Linked DNA regions of Pan troglodytes: regions 2 and 3 are each linked to region 1. A link is a contact called in public Hi-C data. All regions are on one chromosome and are shown on one strand. Each heading gives the region's core, a stretch centred on a gene start, on an enhancer-like site or on the middle of the called end of the contact. The rest is flanking DNA. Distances are from core to core; before and after follow the strand shown. Region 1 has its middle 14 kb from the start of SPACA5. Region 2 holds the start of ELK1 (ETS transcription factor ELK1). Region 3 holds the start of ARAF (A-Raf proto-oncogene, serine/threonine kinase).

The links. A called contact is a pair of places that touch in the nucleus more often than the background predicts.
Region 2: a contact with region 1 is called in a Hi-C map of stem cell-derived neural progenitor cells, with 6 times the contacts expected there. The contact joins the promoter of ELK1 here to the enhancer-like site in region 1. A contact is called at or near these places in 1 of 7 Hi-C or Micro-C datasets (stem cell-derived neural progenitor cells) and 1 of 1 datasets of contacts at active chromatin or transcription factors (stem cell-derived excitatory neurons).
Region 3: a contact with region 1 is called in a Hi-C map of stem cell-derived neural progenitor cells, with 5 times the contacts expected there. The contact joins the promoter of ARAF here to the enhancer-like site in region 1. A contact is called at or near these places in 1 of 7 Hi-C or Micro-C datasets (stem cell-derived neural progenitor cells) and 1 of 1 datasets of contacts at active chromatin or transcription factors (stem cell-derived excitatory neurons).

The regions. Positions count from the first base shown.
Region 1 is chrX:48,451,657-48,455,454 of NHGRI_mPanTro3-v2.0_pri, reverse strand. No RefSeq gene overlaps it. Among named protein-coding and RNA genes, the nearest start is that of SPACA5, 14 kb to the right of the region's middle. Within about 2 kb of position 2,279, at least 12 of the 24 cell types and tissues checked have an H3K27ac peak or open chromatin away from gene starts, as enhancers often do. A contact at or near this core is called in stem cell-derived neural progenitor cells, where this site is marked.
Region 2 is chrX:48,085,894-48,089,672 of NHGRI_mPanTro3-v2.0_pri, reverse strand. ELK1 (ETS transcription factor ELK1) reads left to right here and starts at 1,541. Exons shown (of 6, transcript XM_016943665.4): 1 at 1,541-1,945. It overlaps UXT (ubiquitously expressed prefoldin like chaperone), which reads left to right. Exons shown (of 6, transcript XM_016943667.2): 5 at 218-281; 6 at 467-566. The coding sequence ends at 520.
Region 3 is chrX:47,996,522-48,000,585 of NHGRI_mPanTro3-v2.0_pri, reverse strand. It overlaps ARAF (A-Raf proto-oncogene, serine/threonine kinase), which reads right to left and starts at 2,294. Exons shown (of 16, transcript XM_016943250.4): 1 at 2,158-2,294; 2 at 343-497; 3 at 76-179. The coding sequence starts at 438.

The DNA.
Region 1 (3,798 bases), core at 1,030-3,529:
AAATGAAAACTTTTGTGTATCAAATGACATTATCAGGAGAATGAAAAGACAACCCAGAGAATGGGAAAATTATAATCTGATAAGGGTATCCAGAATATATAAAGAACTCTTACAATCTAATAACCAAAAAATCCCCAGTTAACACTGGGCAAAGACTTGAATAGATATTTTTCCAAATAAGATATACATGATATACACATGGCCAATAAGCTCATGAAAAGATTTGTCATTAGTCATCAGGGAAATTCAAATCAAAACCACAATTAGATACCACTTTATGTCTGCTAGGATGGCTACAATAAAAACCAACAAAACAACAAGTGTTAGAGAGGATGTGGAGAAATTGGAACCCTAATACACTGCTGGTTGGAAAGTAAAATGGTGCAGCCACTGTAGGAAACAGTTTGGTGGTTCCTCAAAAAGTTAAACATAGAAATACCATATGATCCAGCAATTCCACTCCTAGTTATATACTTAATAAAATGGGAAACAGGTAGGTATTCAAACAAAAACTTACACACCAATGTTCATAGCAGCACTATTCATAATAGCCAAAAGGTAGAAACAGCTCAAATATCTATCAACTGATGAGTGGATAAACCAAATATGGTATAGTATATCCATACAATGGAATATTATTCAGCCACAGAAAGGAATGAAGTACTGTTACTGATTAACCTTGAAGACATTATGCTACGTTAAAGAAGCCGGACACAAAAGACCACAAAGTGTATGATTCTACTTATATGAAATATCCATAATAGGCAAATCTATAGCACCAGAAAGCAGATTAAGTGGTAGCCAGGGGCTGGGGGGAAAGGGGAATAGGGAATGATTGTTTAATGGGGATGAGGTTTCCTTTTGGGGTGGTGAAGACAGTCTGGAATTAAATAGTGGTAATGGTTGCACAATACTGTGAATGTCCTAAATGGCACTGAATTGTGCAATTTAAAATAGTTAAAATAGTAAGTTTCATGTTATGTATATTTTACCACAATAAAAAGAAAGGTGTTTATACGGGGTACAAGATGCGTGAATGGTGGCCATGAAGCAGAATGAATGAAAGAAAATGGCAGTGTGACTGAATGGCGGGAAATTGGGGGCACCGTGGGAGAGAATACATGTTAATGATTGGTAGAGTGGGAAGGAGTAGGAGCCATGAGGGGCAGAGTGAGCTGGAAGGGGAGTGATGCTGTTACTTTATATCTGAGTGGGTCCTGTGCTCCTGGAAAGCAGTCATGGTTACAAAATTCTCACAGCCCCTGGCTCCCTTTGGGGTTCCAGCAAAGGGCTAACTGCAAAAGTCCCTGGATTACCTGCTTGGGCTGCCATAATAAAATGCCACAGACTGGACGGGTTAAACCAGAAGTTTATTTGGCATAGTTCTGGAGGCTGGAAGAAGTCCAAGATGAAGGGGCCAGCTGATTTGGTTCCTGGTGAGGGTTCTCTATAAAGAAAGCCATAAGGCTTGCAGACAACTGCCTTCTTACTGTGTTTTCACATCACCTCTTTTTTGTGCAAATGGAGAGAGAGTGAGCAAACTCTTGGACGTCTGTTTTTATAAGGGCACTAATCCCATTAGACCAAGGCCCCACCCTCATGACCTCATATAGCCTTAATTACCTCCCAATGGCCCCATCCTCAAATACCATCACATTGACAGTTTGGGCTTCAACGTATGAATCGGGGGGGCGGGGGAAGGGGCGCAATTCAGTCTATAGTAGTCCCTAATGTATTTACACATTCTGAGATAAGACCTATCTCTATCTGTCATGATGACTCAAGGATGACTCTTTTGCTTACCTGCCTCTATACAACCCGAGGTCTCTTTCCTTGTCTTTGGGATGTTCCTCATTAAGAAAAGTTTTCCCTATTGCAATAGCCTGAAAGGGCTCACCTGTGCATTTTCTTTCAGGTGATCAATTGGTAGAATATGATTAATAGGGCAGAGTGTTTGAGGTCCGGAACCTGATCACTGTCTGTCTCCTGCTTATTCCCCTAGGCCTCAGGGAGGCCTCATAGGACTGGGACCCTGGAATCTCCGCCCTCTCAAATCTCTCTGCAACAGTTTCCCAGGAGGAGGACGGAATGTAGTCCTGGCGGGGTCACGATCAGATCTGTCTTCTCACCTAGTCTCCGACTAATATTCCACCTCACCTGGGCCCCTTTATCCCTGGGCTTATGTCTCCAACTCTCCCTGCGCCTATGTTTACCAATGTCACTTTCTTCACGTTTCTTTCTCCGAGGGCAGATTGTACCACACCTCCCTATTTGCACCAGTGGTATCTCCCACAACGGACTGTACCAACCTGAGCCTTCGCCACCGCTAGCTTAATAGTATCTATCTCCCTACTGTTATTTTCTTGAGAGAACTACCAGCTCCACACGTTCTCCCCATCTCCCCACTGATACTGACCGGTGAAGGAATGTATTATCACCGGCTCTGCATCCTTTTTCCCCGGTAATAGATACCAGGGAGGTCCGTACCATTTCAGGCCTCCCCCGTCTCCGCAGTGGTATCTCCCGGCGGAGGGGTCTGTGGTCCTGAACTCAACATTTTTACATACCCGTTCTCTTGAAACCCCCCTAAACACGCCCATAATTTGCCCGTCACTAGCTTTGCACAAAGGGCCCCACTTTTATCGCCAAGTTTTCAAAGTCCTCTCGGAGTTCTATCTTTTCCAAACTTTAAAAGGCATATTACTCTCCTGTACGGAATGGTAAGGGCTGTAAAGATGCCTGCTCCCTTGACAAGCTGGTTTACTGGCACGGCCATTTTTCTTGCCAGCCAAATACGTACAATCATTGCAGTTAAGGAACAAAAAAGTTTTGGTGTTCTATAGCAGTGCTTAATAACTATAGTTAGCAATAATTTATTGTACATTTTCAAATACCTAGAAGAGAGGATTTTGAATATTCCCAACGCAAAGAAATGATAAATATTTGAGGTGATGCACATGCTAATTACCCTGATTTGATCATTACACATTGTATGCATGTATTGAAATACCACTCTGCACCCTACAAATATGTACAATTAAAAAAATTTAATCATTAAATTAAAGAAAACCACAAAACAACTTTGGCTGCTAGCGCCGACGGCTTTGGGAACGGTACTGCGCATGAGCAAGTATAGTGACTGGCAGTACCTAATGCAGGATAAAGGTCGGAAAAAGGTGGCTGTCAGAGGAAGTTGTGACTGATTTTGGAAACACAAGGGGACCTTGCCTGAATAAGCATTCGGATCTTAACATCAGAGCAGGGTATGAGGCGGGGCAGAGAGTTTACATCGAACGGAAGTGAGAGGGCTGGTGGTCTGCGGACAGAGTCGTCATTTAACCTCTTTGTGCCTTAGTTTCTCTAACTGTAAAATAGGGATGATGATGTTAATGATAATAATAATAATACCTGCCTTGTATGGTTGTTGTGTAGATCAATTGAGTCAATATAAGTGTTTACAACAATGCCTAGCACATACGTAAGTCTTATATATGAGTTTAATATTATTATTATATTATTATTAATACCATAAAATGGATACATATAAACACATAAAAAGGAATAGGGAAGTAGAGCAAAACCAAGGCCAGGTTGAAATGTCTATATGTAGATCATAGGATTCTACATAATTATGTTGAGCTACAGTTATTTTTCTGAGCTTCCTAGAAGCCACAACATAGAGGGAGAAAAAAGCTCATTTGCTTTATTTATCTCACCCATACAGAGAAAGTAAGCCACTTCCTCAGAAGCAAAGATTTCTTTGATAAGACAGTTCTCTGATGCGTCAGCCAAGTCCCT
Region 2 (3,779 bases), core at 292-2,791, 370 kb after region 1:
TTTGCTGCTATCTCCCAGTGCCTAAAATTGCCTGGCATACAGTAGGCATTTAATAATCTTTGAATCAGTGAAAAACAGATGGTGGCTTGGCATTTCTGCATAGGAATGAGCCAGGTGGAAATCATCCAGGATATAAGTAGATCTTGAAGTGATAAGGAAGGGTCATCCTCATAATCATGTGGGGCCCATTTTGCCCTTTCTTGTTTCTTTTCTCTAGGCTCAGCAACAGCCTCACCAAGGACTCCATGAATATCAAAGCCCATATCCACATGTTGCTAGAGGTGAGAGCAGCTCACCCCACTACCAGACTCTGTGTTTAGGGTGGTGACCTGAAGAAGGGAGAGAGCGAAAGAAGGGAAGGACCATCTTTCCCTCTAAACTGGAGTCAAGGGAGGGAGGTCAGAGCAAGCCTGGGGGCGTAACCCAGACCCAGTCTTTGTTCAATCTCTTCTGTCCTCTTTTTCAGGGGCTTAGAGAACTACAAGGCCTGCAGAATTTCCCAGAGAAGCCTCACCATTGACTTCTTCCCCCCATCCTCAGACATTAAAGAGCCTGAATGCCTTTGAGTCACATGGCCCTTCTTTTTCCCCATAAACCCTGCTAGTTGCCACGGGGGCTGTTCCTAGGGCACAAAGTTACTGAGAGACCCAGAGATCCAGTCTCTCTGTGGAACCTCTAAAATGCCCCAGCAGTCCTGCCTCCAGCCTGTTGCCTGGCAGTATTTGCCAGTTGACCTTATGCACTGCCCTCTCTTCTGTCATCTTGGCAACCTGGGCCCCCCACCTCACCCTTTCTTCCATTCCTTTTCCTAGACGCCACCCTTTGAATTGCCATAGAGAATGGGCCAATTCATGGTGGAGGTTTGTTCATTCCCACAACAATCAAAGGGCCCTAAGGTTTACCCTTTCACACACCCAATCATTCCCCAGGTACCCTAAATTACACCCAAACCCTAACTCAGCCCTACCTTGTCTTAGCCCCTACTTGTAAGTATTCCAGCTTCCAATGGGCACAGACCTGGATCCCGCTCTCCCTAGTCGGGCCCCTATTCTAGGTTGAGTTCAGCCACCGCCAATCAACGCAGAGCCAGGTTCCTCCCCTTTTTAACTCTGGCCGCAGTTCAACCCTGCCCTCTGAAAGCATTTCGTTTCTGCCACTCAATGCTCTTTCGTGTGCCTGACAGCCATCCTGCCCTCCTACCTCCGCTGTGTTCTAAATTCGTCTTCTACCCAGCTCTATGGTCTTGTCTAACCGTAGAGCTGCCCTGCCCGCCTACGCGGAGCCCAGTCCGACCCACTCCCGCCGGCTGCTACGCCCATTTCTATACAAGTCCTGCTTCCGCTGAGCAGCATGGCGTGCGACACCGCCCCCTTGGTGTTTTGGCAGGGGTCTAGAAGTCCCTCGTCCGCCAATCAGAGAAAAACAGGGCCACCCACCCCCGTCCTTGGGGGCTGTCTTCCATCAATCCCATGTAAGCCAATCAGTGTGAGGCAGACCCCCGCCCCCCCGACACAGGCCCCGAGCCTCTTCAGTTGCTCACAGTCCGTCAGTCCTTGAGCCAATCGGCGTGGAGCACCGTGAAGGCCGAACGCGCCTCCTCGGGACTCCAGGGGCCGTGAGCGTTCCATCATTTCCCCTTACGCCAATCACGGCACAGCTCTGTAGGGAAGGGCCCGTCCCCCAACCCCTCGAGGCCTTGCGGCCGATTAATAGCGCTTTGGCCAATCAGCGAGCGGCGGGACATTGGGCTCCTCCTCCTCGGGCCCACGTGAGCTGTAGGGAAACGCAGGGGCGGCTTCTAGGTGCTGCCGCCGCCGCCGCCACCGCCACCACCACCTCCACCGCCGCCTCGGAACCCAGGCCTGGGGGGCGGTGGGGCCGCGTATGGAGCCCCCGCCCCCCGGAGCTGCCAACATTGCCAACGCCACCGCCACGCTACACACAGGTGAGCTCTGGGCCTGGAGGGTGGAGGGCCCAGTCCGTGACCCCACGTATCCTTCCCGCCCCCGCGCAGAGGATGTGGCTTGGCCGGTGGCCTGCTGGTGTTCGACTCCCCGCCGCCACCACCACGGCTGGTGGACCTGCGTGTGGCATTGCTCAAGCCCTTCGTCCCTTATAGTGGATCTGACCGTGGCCTAACCTCCCCCTCCCGTTGTATAATGGATCGGTCTGCGTGCTTATGTTTTTCCCCACGCCAACTTAGGGTGGACTCGTCCATAGGCTTTCCCCCTACCCCTACCCCCACCCGCCCCCCACCCACCCCCACTTATAGGGAGCTAGCCTGTGACAGTGTTCAGCCCCCTTAATAGTAGGTGTATCTGAGTGTTTGGATTTCTCCTAGCCTCAACTTTCAGGAGACCCGTCCGTGGCCTTATTTATTCCACCCTTCCTGTACATCGTAGCGAATCAATCCGTGGCGCCGCACTCCTCCGCATCCCTCTTTAACAGTGAGTCTACCTGAGTTTGTATTCCTGCCTCCTCCAGTCCCCCAATGCATCAGTCCATGGCTTTTTTCAAAACCACCCCCCCACCACCACCACCACCATTTTATAGTGGATCAGTCTTCATGTTTGGATTCACGTCCCTTTAGCTATCAGTCCATTGCCCTATCTGTCTTCTCTTTTTCGTAGACTGTCGCTCTAGCGCTTGGGGTTCTCTCCTTTTTAATAGTGGGTTAGTTTAGTGCTTTACATCTCCCTATTTTCAGTAGCTCAGTCCATAGCCTTTTCCCTCTCTGCTTTGAATCAGTCTGTGTGATGGCTCTTCTCTCCTCTCACTGTGGTGCAGGAGTCTGTAAGGTTTTCTGCTCCCCTTCCCCTCAGACGATGAGCCTCATCACCCCTCCCTTTGCAGTGGATCTGTTCATTGGCCTTCCTCCCCCACACCCCTGTATGCTTGCACAGTCCCCCGCATACCCTCCCGTGAGTCCAGTGCTTTGTAATTGGGGGAAGATCGGCCGTGTACTTTCAATTTCCTTCTCTTTTTTTTCCCTTCCCAGAAGAGAACGTGCTGATCCTCTTTTCCTTGTGATGGAGCACTGTACGGCCTTCCCTGTCCTCCACCTCTTAATAGTGGGTCAGCCTGGTCACACTCGTAACCACAAAGACGTTCTACCTCACTACAATAAGTGAATACATTAGCGCCAGTGATGATAGTAATGCCAATAGGAGCTAGCGTTTATTGAGCACCTGCCGTATATCAGGCAGAGTGTTTCATATGAATGAGTTCCTTTAATCCTCACCACAACCCCATGAGATAGGTAGTGAGGAAGTTGGGCCATAGGGAGGTTAAATTCCTTACTCAAAGGTGGCCCAGGAAGTACTCAGGACACAGGATAATTTTTGAGGCTCCCCTCTTAGATCCCATCCCACCCCACGTGAGGCCTCAGTCCTTAAAAACCAAATTAGTTCTCACCTCCAAGCTTTTGTTCTTGCTGTTCCCTCTGCCTGCAGAGCAGTCTTCATTCCTCACCTTCTCTCAGCACCCACCCACCCCCCAATCCCAGCAGCTGTGTGACCTTAGATGAGTGATTTAACCACTTCCTCTCTGTGCCTTTTTCTTCATTTGTGAAATGGGGGATCAGAACTAGAATCCCTTCCAGTGTAAATAAATATTAACTGTGAATTAATGGTAAAACAAGTAACCTTTCTAGCATTACTGCCTATACCTTCCCACCCCCTTACTGTGCTCCAACCACACTGGTTCCACCACACAGCTCCTCAAACATAGCAGTCATGGGCCAGCCTCAGGGCCTTTGCATTGGCTGTTCTTTGTGCCTT
Region 3 (4,064 bases), core at 1,045-3,544, 450 kb after region 1:
AGAAGGAATCAAATGACTGAGGAGGGGATGGGAGGTGGGACACCCAGTGGGTGGGCGTGGGGCTGCCACACTCACCCCTTGATGAGTCGGTAGACCACACAGCAGTCCTGATTTAGACCCCGCACCTTCAGGGCCTTGTCTAGAGAGTCGTAGACACTCATGCCATCCCGGACAGTCACCTGTGTGTATGTGCAGATGTAGGGGTCCTCAATGCCCAACAGAAGCCGCAGCTGATGTTCCCATCCTTCTGCAAAGGCCTCCCCCAACCGTTGTCACCCTTTTGATCCCAGAGTTACAACTGGGTCCATCCACAGCCCCTGCCATTTCGCTTCCATGACTCACCACCGTGCGTTGCTTGTTGGGCAGGTATACTTTGACGGTGCCCACTGCCCGGGATGGCTCGGCCCCATTGGCAGGGGGGCCCCGTGGTGGCTCCATGGAGCCTTAGATTTTGTCAAGATGGGCTGAGGTGGGGCTGGGCAGGTGCCATGGGGCTCCTACAAGAAGGCAGACAGAAGAATTCAGAGGTCCAATAATGATAGTCTAGAAGCAAAGTGGCAGGGGACAAAATAAAATTCAAAGTCCAGGCTCCTGTCGCCCCCTGCAGCCTAATTTTCACACGACAGTCCAAGAGATCCTGCTCACATCTGAAGTCCTTCCAGTTCCTTCTCTGCTCAGGCCCTCCTGTTGCTTGTCTCACTCTTGAGTGCCAAGGTCTCAGCTTCACTGCACAGGGTTGCGGGGGAGATAACAGGGAAGGGGGACAGAGCATACTGTCTTGGAAGGTACAGGAGCACACAAGACTCTGTGCTGGGGACCAATGGGGAAGTCAGTACACACTGCACTGAGCTGTCAGGTACATAAGAAGCACGAACAGAATGTCCTGGGTTTTTTTTTTTTTTCTTTTCTGTTTTTTTTTTTTTTGACAGAGTTTCGCTCTTGTTGCCCAGGCTGGAGTGCAATGGCATGGTCTCAGCTCACCGCAACCTCCACCTCCCAAGTTGAAGCCATTCTCCCGCCTCAGCCTCCTGAGTAGCTGGAACTACAGGCGTGTGCCACCACGCCCGGCTAATTTTTTGTATTTTTAGTAGAGACGGGGTTTCACCATGTTGGCCAGGCTGGTCTCGAACTCCTGACCTCAGGTGATCCACCCGCCTCAGCCTCCCAAAGTGTCCTGGTTTTTTAACAGAGAACGGGGGAAATGCCAGATACTGTGGTGAGGGAGGAGTCGCAGGCAGGGTGATGGGAAAGAGAGGATTATCAGATACTGCCCTTAGTTTGGGGAAGATGGAGGTTGCACCAAACATGTCCTTAAAGGGCACTGTGGACATCCCTAAGCCCTGGGGTATAATGTTGATGTTAGGACCACAGACACCGTTGTTAGGTGGCTAATGGAAGTCCCAAGCCTCTATGATGAGGAATTCATGGTGGGGGGGGGGTCACTACATACTATGCGGAAGGGAGATGTAACAGGCGTCACTAGGGACTGTAATGGGGAGAAGGGTGGAAATGGAAATGACCAGACATTTAGCCGAACTGGGGAGGTAATGGTGGACCACCAGACATTGTCATAGCAAAAGGAGAAGGAAGGTATGGTGTTGCGGGGAGAAAAATGGAGGTAAAGAGGGAGCTCCAAAATTCTCCTTGACAACTTGTGAGGGGTCACAGGCATATTACTGGTCTAAACTGAATGAGGGATCATGGAAGGCGGTTACAGAGGCGAGAATCCTGACATTCTCCCGGCGGGGGCGGTCAGACACTGATCCAGAATAAGGAAACCGGGGAGTGAACCGCGTTTCCACACACTCCCCGCAGTTGGTAAGGAAAGGTCATTGGACACCTTAGCGGGGGTTAAGACGGAATCCCGGCACCACTCGGTCGGGTCCCGCCTACCAAAGGGCTTCCGGCTCTGCGCAGGCGCACCACCACTAGCAGCGGGCGAAACCATCACCCGCAGCCTTGCCCGCCTATTCCTGTTACCCACCCCACCCCCGCTGTCGACGATGGTCTCGCCCCGGGTCAAACCATTCCTCCGGTTCCGGGCAGGGAACGCCGGGGCCCAGGCGCAGCCATCCTGGAGCTGAGCTTTCGGTCCGGGCTCCCTGCCCGTGCCCGGCAGCCGCTCCAGAAACCGAGCCCTCCCGGGCCCGCCCTCACCTGTCACGCCGCCACAGCCGCCGCCGCCTCCATCTTGGGCCTCTCTTCTTGTTTCCTCACAGAGTCCGCCTCCGTCGCCTCTCGGACTCTCGTTATTGGCTCTGCGGGACTCAGCCTTCCACCCTTATTGGATCAGGGTCACGTCTGTCAAGGCAAGACCAACGAAATGTGAGTCGTGTTCCGGATTAGGAGGGGCCGCCTGAAACGCCAAGATCTGGGACAAGCGCACGTCCTGACTCGCGCAGGCGCAGTTGAGGCAAGACCTGCGTGCCTAGGGCTTTAACCCCAACAGTGGCATAGACGTATAAAGCAGAACACGGGTCATTTGGGGCTGACCTTAGGGCTTTGGCATCTGGGCGGAGAAATCCTTAAGTACCCTTTTTGGGCCAGTGCCCTAAGCACCCTTTTATGATTTTCCCGTGTCTCAGTTTTACCATCTTTGAAATGGGTTGGAATCAGAACAAATGATCGGCGATGTTCACCAGCTCTAGGAGACTGTAGTTCATAGCCTTTGAGGACAGCGGGTCTCTGGTGTGGCGGGGGCTGGGGGACTGGGCCTAGGAGGGGCGGCCTGCTGTCTGGGAGGCTTCCTTTAGGAATGGGGTTGATTAGGACTATGAAAAACTAGTCACAGGTGGCCAGGTGAAGAGGGAAGTGCGGACCTGGAAGGGAGCACGATGCCAGTCAATGTGTGGAGGTATTGTGGGATAAACACAAATTTTTAAAGATCGAATTTTCCCTGGTGTCAAAAGAGAAAGACGTCTCTCTTAGAGCATTTCCTTTAGAAAACTTGTAACTGTAAAATTTTCTCTGTCCCTTTGAGATGTATGTAAGTCCTTTAAAAAGCTAAATCTCTTGCCAGTTTTACATCCCCGGAATGTTTTTCTTAAGAGCCTTGTAGCCATCTCTTTGAAATGTAAACATCAATGAAAATAGCACCCCTGTCTTTCCCTGTCTTCGTGGGAATTTGATCTGCGTGCCTGGCTTCAAGTTATTACCTGCTTGTCATAGAGATATGAGTTTTCGTTTTCCTTTGGATAAAGGCAATTAACTAACACAGATAGCCACCCTAATTACCAGGTGAATTTGGGATGAAGTATGTGTACCAAATGGTGCCGTCAAGTTTCTTGAGCACAAGTTATTGTTTGAGAATATGTTTGTAATGGGCTGTATCTGCCTGCTACATAAACGGATGAGATTTCTTTCTGTCTTTGAAACCTCTGTAGCAGATTGTTTGTGATGTGCATCACAGTCTGGTGTAATGCTTATTCAGTTATAAAACTTTCCATTCCTGCCGGGTGCGGTGACTGATGCCTGTAATCCCAGCACTTTGGGAGGCCAAGGCGGGCGGATCACTTGAGGCCAGGAGTTCGAGACCAGCCTGGCCAACATGGCGAAACCCCATCTTTACTAAAAATGCAAAAAAAAAAAAAGTCAGTTGGGCGCGGTGGCGCGCGCCTGTAATCCCAGCTACCTAGAATGCTGAGGCAGGAGAATCACTTGAACCCAGGAGACAGAGATTGCAGTGAGCCGAGATCACGCCACTTGCCACTTGCACTCCAGCCTGGGTGACAGAGTGACCCTGTCTCAATAAAACAAAAAACAAAAAAAAACTTTTCATTCTTGTCTACTTTGTGGAGAGGATTCATTGGGTTGGCACGAGATTCTCTTTTTCATTATTTCCCCAACACCATGAATGGCCTGTTGTGTTTCAAGTGACTGCATTCTCCTGTTTGGAGATTTAGCATCCTTTGGCAATGTAATGGGAAAGATCAGAGGAAGGTCATAGGTGAGGGGGGGCCTCAACATATTTCAATCTGTATTTATCACATGGCTTTCTCTGTCTATAAGAAGGAAGACAGAAGTTCTGCCTACTGGCCTCCCATATAATTTCCATTTCCCAACTC